2 separate regions of the Sus scrofa genome follow, and region 2 is linked to region 1. A link is a contact called in public Hi-C data. All regions are on one chromosome and are shown on one strand. Each heading gives the region's core, a stretch centred on a gene start, on an enhancer-like site or on the middle of the called end of the contact. The rest is flanking DNA. Distances are from core to core; before and after follow the strand shown. Region 1 overlaps JMJD1C (probable JmjC domain-containing histone demethylation protein 2C). Region 2 overlaps REEP3 (receptor expression-enhancing protein 3).

Region 1 (3,814 bases), core at 1,279-3,778:
ATTGGCAAATGAATTTGATGAAATCTGGTGAATTTTTTTTTTTACTTTTTTTTTTTTGTCTCTTTAGGGCCACAGCCACAGCATATAGAAGTTCCCAGGCTTGGGTTCTAATTGGAGCTCTAGCTGCCAGCCTATGCCACAGCAATGTGAGATCTGAGCCATGTCTATGATCTGCATCACAGCTAATGGCAATGCCAGATCCTTAACCCACTGATGGAGGCCAGGGATCGAACCTGCATCCTCATGGATACTAGTTGGATTCATTACCGCTGAGCCAGGATGAGAGCTCCCTGGTTTTGTTTTTGTTTTCTGTTAGCACTATATAGTCTGTTGGTGTTAGAATTTTAGGGAGTCTTAAAAGCTAGGTTCTCTGTAAGTCATTTGTAAGAAAGGCAATGATTTCAAGATCTGTAATTAGTAAAAAAATAATAAATTTCTGGAAATAACCAATTTAATGCTAATTAATTTCCTTCATCATATGGAAAAATCCATGTATTGCTTATTTGTCTGAATATTTCTCATAAAATACATTTAGTAAAATTCACATACTTCATAAATATACTGTTACTGTGATATTGTTTAACTTTATCTAGTAACTGAAGTATGATTTTTTTAATAGAATTCTCCTAGTCCTTGGTTACATCAGCCTACCCCTGTGACCTCAGCAGATGGTATTGGATTACTTAGTCACATTCCTGTCAGACCTTCCAGTGCAGAACCTCATCGGCCTCTTAAAATTACAGCACATTCCAGTCCACCATTGACAAAAAGTTTAGTTGATCATCATAAAGAGTAAGTTCACCAATGCTTAAAACTTGTCTTTTTCTTAATTCACCTTATAAACAGATGGTTTAAAGTTAACAAATGTCTTAAAATTAGGCTTAATAAGTGCAATTATTTTTTTTGATATCCCTTCTAATTTTCTTAATAATATGCAAAGTCTTGTTTCACTTTCATGATAGAATAAAAATGTATGAAGCTATATTTTGTATCATACAAGAAAAAGTGTTTACAGAAACTTTTGTGTATTTTCTTTCCAGAGAATTAGAGAGGAAAGCATTTATTGAACCGTTACGTTCTGTTGCATCCACATCAGCAAAAAATGACCTCGATATAAATAGGTCACAGACTGGAAAAGATAGTCATTTGCACAGGCATTTTGTGGATCCTGTATTGAATCAATTACAGAGACCACCCCAGGAGACTGGAGAGAGAGTAAACAAATATAAAGAGGAACACCGTCGAATTCTTCAAGAAAGTATTGATGTTGCTCCATTTACAACCAAAATCAAGGGGCTTGAGGGTGAGAGAGATAATTATTCCAGAGTTGCACCATCATCTTCTAGCCCTAAAAGCCATGCCATCAAACAAGACAAAGATGTAGAATGTTCAGTATCAGATCTTTATAAAATGAAGCACTCAGTGCCTCAGAGTTTGCCCCAAAGTAACTATTTCACTACATTGTCAAATACTGTAGTCAATGAACCACCAAGGTCATACCCATCCAAAGAAGTTTCAAATATTTACACTGAAAAACAAAGTAATACCCTTGTAGCAGGAGCCAGTCCTCAAACTCTGACTTCATTTATATCATCTCTTTCAAAGCCCCCACCTTTGATTAAACACCAACCAGAAAATGAAGGTTTAGTAGGCAAGTTGCCAGAACACCTTCCCCATCAGATTGCTTCTCACTCAGTAACAACTTTCAGAAATGATCGTAGGAGCCCTACTCATTTGACAGTTTCTTCTACAAATACACTCCGGAGTATGCCTGCTTTACATAGAGCACCAGTATTTCACCCACCAATCCATCACAGTCTGGAAAGAAAGGAAAGCAGCTATAGTAGCCTCTCCCCTCCAACGTTAACTCCAGTGATGCCTGTAAATGCTGGTGGGAAAGTTCAGGAATCACAAAAGCCTCCAACTCTGATTCCTGAGCCAAAAGACACTCAGGCAAATTTTAAGAGTTCTTCTGAACAGGGTTTGACAGAAATGTGGAAATCTAATAATAACCTCAGCAGAGAGAAAGCTGAATGGCATGTGGAGAAAAGCAGTGGAAAGTCACAGGCTGCTATGGCATCTGTCATCGTACGTCCACCTTCTAGTGCAAAACTTGATAGTGTGCCAGCAATGCAGTTAGCTTCCAAAGATCGAGTTAGTGAAAGATCTTCAAATGGGGCAAATCAAACAGATTGCCTCAAACCAGCAGAAGCTGGAGAGACTGGAAGAATCATTCTGCCAAGTGTGAATTCAGACAGTGCTCACATAAAATCCGAAAAAAACTTTCAGGCTGTCTCACGGGGCAGTGTTCCCAGTTCAGTCATGTCTGCTGTAAATACAATGTGTAGTACCAAAACGGATATAGTCACATCTGTTGCTGCTACTACCAGTGTTTCCAGCTGGGGTGGTTCAGAAATAATTTACTCTTTATCAAATACCATTTTGGCCTCTAAATCCTTAGAATGTACCTCTTCAAAAACTGTTAGTCATTCAGTGGCTCAAACACAAGAATGTAGGGTCAGCACCACAGCTCCAGTTACACCAGCTAGTAGTAAGACAGGAAGTGCCCTTCAGCCCAGCTCTGGGTTCTCAGGCACAACTGATTTTATCCATTTAAAAAAGCACAAGGCAGCACTGGCTGCGGCTCAATATAAAAGTAGTAATGTCAGTGAGACTGAGCCTAATGCTGTGAAAAATCAGACATCTTCAGCCTCCCCTCTCTTGGATAGCACTGTAGTCTGTAGTACAATAAACAAAGCAAACTCTGTAGGAAATGGGCAAGCATCCCAGACAAGTCAGCCAAACTACCATACTAAACTGAAAAAGGCCTGGCTTACAAGACATTCAGAAGAAGATAAAAATACTAATAAAATGGAAAATTCAGGGAATTCTGTATCAGAAATTATTAAGCCATGTTCTGTAAATTTAATAGCCTCTACATCTAATGATGTACAAAATAGTGTAGATAGTAAGATCATAGTTGATAAATATGTAAAAGATGATAAAGTCAGGAGAAAAGCCAAAAGAACTTACGAATCTGGCTCTGAGAGTGGAGATTCAGATGAAAGTGAAAGTAAATCAGAGCAAAGGACTAAAAGGCAACCTAAGCCCACTTACAAAAAGAAGCAAAATGATCTTCAGAAGAGAAAAGGTGAAATAGAAGAAGATTTAAAACCCAATGGGGTTCTCAGCAGGAGTGCCAAAGAAAAAAGTAAATTGAAGTTGCAGAGCAACAATAATAGTGGTAAGTAAATTGATTACTTTGTTATCTCAGGTAAAAGGGGCTGTACATTCTTGCAATAAAGTAGTGAGTTTAAAGACATCTTTGACTTTATTTGCATGCTCTAAAAGTAGTGAGTTTAAAGACATCTTTGACTTTATTTGTATGCTCTAGTGTTATGTATGTGCTCACTGACTTCATTTCTACATTTCACAAATACCCTGTAAGAGGAAATGAAAGAAGACCTGTCTCTCCATTTTTAAAAAACTTGTAAGAATATATTTGACTTATATAAGTAGCACTTGTATTGGAAAAACCCAATGTGTAATCTGATCGTTGTTACTAGTAGTGGTAGTAACTTTATTTCCAGAAACTGTCAAAATGCAATTATAACTGTAACACCAGAAGTGGATTTCTAATACAGGCATACCTTGTTTTACTGTGCTTTGCAGATACTGTCTTTTCTTTAAAAAAAAAAAAAAAAATTTTTTTTTAACTGAAGGTTTGTGACATCCTGTATCAAGAAAGTATCTCACCATTTTCCAATAGCATTTGTTCCCTTTGTGTCTCTGTTGTATTTTGGTAATACAGGTT
Region 2 (3,684 bases), core at 89-2,588, 390 kb before region 1:
ATTTACCATTTTCTAAATTTCCAGAGATCCTAATCCATCTGATCTGAATAAAGAATTTTAAATATAACCGATGCTCTATCTTTCTAATCCTTCATTGATGGATCATTAATATCCTGAATTATCATGCAACAGGGAAATCCCTTAATAGTAATCATTAGGAAAACAATCCTATACTGCACTCACCTCTTTTCGGCCTTTCACGGCTTTCACAGATTTCATGCTTTGTGATCTTCGTAGCCCTTTGTGTGTTAACATCTCATCATCTGAATATGGCCTATCCGCTTCTTCATCTGTTTTCTCATCTCCATCTCTCAGTGGAATTCCATAACCTAGGGGAGTTGTCAAAACCAGCATGTTTTAGTGAAAGGATGCCAGTCAGCACTGCCTCTTCACTCTGCTGGCAGTTCTCTGCACAGTCTGCATTTGCTTGCTCACTCCTCTTCCTTTCTCATCTGAAATGCCTTGCCTGCCCTTCCCCATTCATCTTTGCTCCTTATACCATTCTAGATGAGGCTTATAACTCATTTCTTCCAGGAAGCTTTCCCTGACCATTCCTATTGTTACTCTGCATTTTTTTCAGAATAATTAAAAACAATTTATTTTTGAGCAGGTTAACACGTTTATGGATTTATTTAAAGAATATAAATAGTTAGTGAAAAATCTCTCTCTGCCCTTTCTCCTTTACATGAATTCTAAACAACCTAAGCAATCGTGTGTTTTGATGTGTTATTGGTACTTTGGACTTTAATTCAGAATTCTTATTTATTTATTTATTGCTTTTTAGGGCCACACCTGCAGCATAAGGAAGTTCTCAGGTTAGGGGTTAAATTGGAGCTGAAGCAGCCAGCCTACACCACAGCCACAGCAACTCGAGATTCCAGCTGGTCTGTGACCTACACCACAGCTCATGGCAACGCCAGATCCCTAACACACTGAGCGAGGCCAGGGATCAAACCCGCACCCTCATGGATACTAGTCAGGTTTGTAACCTGCTGAGCTACAACAAGAACTCCCTAATTAGGAATTCTAAGAGTCCCTCTCACTGCCACGTATCAAATCTTTTGTCAAGACCAGAAATGATAGGGTGAACCTAAGGAGACCCAAAAGGGCTAGAACCTTGGGCAAGAAAAATCCATTGGAGACAAATGATGGAGAGGTTAAATCAACACTGTTTCAGCTGCTGAGGTAAAACCTAGCCAGTCAGGCTACAGTAATTTGAAACACCACAGGCTATGATGACTTATGTTAGTCAAAGAAAACAGCCAGCATCAGGAAGTTCGGTAAGAGGTCATGAGGGTTTGCTAACAGGCTGCTATGTGTAACTACAAAGACTTAACATTGGTCAGTATGCAAACATCCAGGCAGTCAGGCTGGTCAGGAAGTCTGAGAACATCCTGAGGCTGGAATCCAGAGATAAGAATGCTCCCATTCCTGAAGCTTCCCATTCCTGAAGCACTCTCAAACTTTATCTTCGAGTTTATTAGCACAAACTTATTAGCACATGTAGGAGTCACCTGGAGAACTTATTTATAAACACACTGCTATACCTGGGGTGGGGCTGAGAATCTACATTTCTAACAAGTTCCCAGGTGATGCTTATGCTACTGGTCCAGAGCCTAAACCCAGGAGCACGTACTCCCTGGATGGAGCAAGAGAGGGACCCACGTCTAAGGCAACCAGAGTACTAGGCAGGTTATAAAGACAGGGGTGAGGTTACAAGGGCCCATTACGTTTCAAATTCTCCTTTAATAAAGGTAAGGTTTATAGATACCTACATCTTTAGTTGAGAAAAAGTAGGTTTTCAGGCTCAGGAAAGGGTAAGGGATGGGCTTCTTGCATGTGAAGAAAAGTGTACTGAATAAATGTTTATTAATCTGCTCTCATGGGACATGAATAACTTCAGTTTCACTAAGCAAACCGGGAAGAGTTGTTATTAAGCTTCCTGGTCTCATACTAAGATAAACATCTTTAATTGTATATTAAGGAAGTACAATTTTATGCTGCCAGACTTCTGGGCTAGAACTTAGGAAGGATTTGGAAGTAGAATCAATCATTATATAGGCCAAGATCTTTTGCTTCCCTGCAGCAGTCAAAGTGCATTCTAGGTAGAAGAGACAGCACATGCAAAGGCACTAGGGCACCAGGGAACATAACTGTGGAAGAGATGTGAGGAGGCCAGTGTGGCTGCAACATTAAGTGGGAAAAAGATATATATGTATGTGTGAAACCGTCATATCTGTTGAAAGCAGGCTTTTTGGTGGTTTTAAATTTCTTCATTTTTCCTTAAAAAAAAAAAATGTGCTGGAGGTTCCTGTGTGATGCAGCAGGTTAAGGGTCTGGCACTGCCACAGCTATAGTATAGGCCGCAACTACTGTGGGAGTTTGATCCTTGGCCTGGGAAATTTCACATGCCATGGGTATGGCATTATTTCATCTCATCTCATCTCATCCCATTCCATCTCAACTCATCTCATTTCTTTTTCGGCTGCACCTGTAGCATATGCACCTGTTCCCGGGCCAGGGATAGAATCCAAGCCAGAGCTGCGACCTACGACCTGCACCACAGCTGCAGCAATGCCAGACCCTTAACCTGCTATGCTGGGATCAAATCAGAGCCTCCATAGAGAGAAGCCAGATTGTTAACCCACTGCACCACAGCAGGAACTCTCCATATTTTTATTTAAAAAAACTATACTAATTCTATAATTGGGGGAAATAGAAAAAAAATTTAGATTGCCATTTCTAGATTTTTCTCTATTACTGTTGCTTATATAATATTTCTAATTCCAATATAGTAAAACACAGAATAAGGAATCAAGGAAATAAGGAATCAAGGAAAGGAAGCAACTGTGATCAAAAAGTTCTCTAAGGCCACAGATGAAGCATAGGACGATATTTCCACAAATATGACTCTTGCTATGTTAATTACCTCTTATTTGATATGACTAGGAATTGGAACTGCATTCAAAAAGATGATTTATATACATCTTATACTTTCTTTATTTCCTGATTTCAACTAAAAAAAAATCTTAGTTTTCTAATTATTGTTTTCAGGAAAAGTGATGGACTGATTCGTTATGCCACAGGTATTTAAAAAATACTCCTATGTGTGAGGCACTGTGTGCAATTATGGGGGATACAATGCTGAAAAATACACAACCGTTTTTTTCTACCCTAAGAAATCTATAGTCCAATAGAGGAAACATTCTTATGGGCATTACAATACTGTAATAGATGCTATAGGTAGAAAAAAAGGACAAGGAGCTACAGAGCACACAGTAGGGGGTTGTGGGTTGTGAGAGAAGACTTCCTGTAGGAGGTAGAGGCTAAACTGAATCGTGAAAAGACTCATGACTCTATGCACCAAGTGCATGAAGGAGAGAAGACCAAGGCTGGGGAGCTGCTATACTACACGCTCTTGAGTCTGGACTTCATCGGAGAACCAAGAGGGAGGCCAATGAAGCATTTTAAGCAGAAGGGTGACATGATTAGATTTGAGTTCTTTAAAAGATTCCTCTTGTACTTTGGAGAATGAATCAGAAGTGGATGAGATGGAAGCAAAAGAGGTTACTGCAGGTTACAACAGGCCAGAGATGATGAGTGCAAGGATCGAGGAGAGAGTGGACAAATTTGGGATCTATTAGGAGATGAAGTTGACAAGTTTAACTTAGCAAGTTATTAAAC

The links. Hi-C and Micro-C count contacts between places; a contact is called where the count stands out from the background.
Region 2: a Hi-C map of embryonic fibroblasts shows a contact between it and region 1, with 2.3 times the contacts expected there. The contact joins two enhancer-like sites. A contact is called at or near these places in 1 of 5 promoter capture datasets (liver), 2 of 47 Hi-C or Micro-C datasets (embryonic fibroblasts and fetal liver) and 2 of 2 datasets of contacts at active chromatin or transcription factors (alveolar macrophages and skeletal muscle).

What each region holds. Positions count from the first base shown.
Region 1 is chr14:66,675,450-66,679,263 of Sscrofa11.1, reverse strand. It overlaps JMJD1C (probable JmjC domain-containing histone demethylation protein 2C), which reads left to right. Exons shown (of 26, transcript XM_021073644.1): 9 at 620-792; 10 at 1,041-3,244. Among named protein-coding and RNA genes, the nearest start is that of NRBF2, 87 kb to the right of the region's middle. Within about 2 kb of position 2,528, at least 39 of the 83 cell types and tissues checked have an H3K27ac peak or open chromatin away from gene starts, as enhancers often do. A contact at or near this core is called in embryonic fibroblasts, where this site is marked.
Region 2 is chr14:67,063,520-67,067,203 of Sscrofa11.1, reverse strand. REEP3 (receptor expression-enhancing protein 3) reads right to left here. Exons shown (of 8, transcript XM_001925659.6): 7 at 184-329. Among named protein-coding and RNA genes, the nearest start is that of JMJD1C, 98 kb to the right of the region's middle. Within about 2 kb of position 1,338, at least 12 of the 83 cell types and tissues checked have an H3K27ac peak or open chromatin away from gene starts, as enhancers often do. A contact at or near this core is called in embryonic fibroblasts, where this site is marked.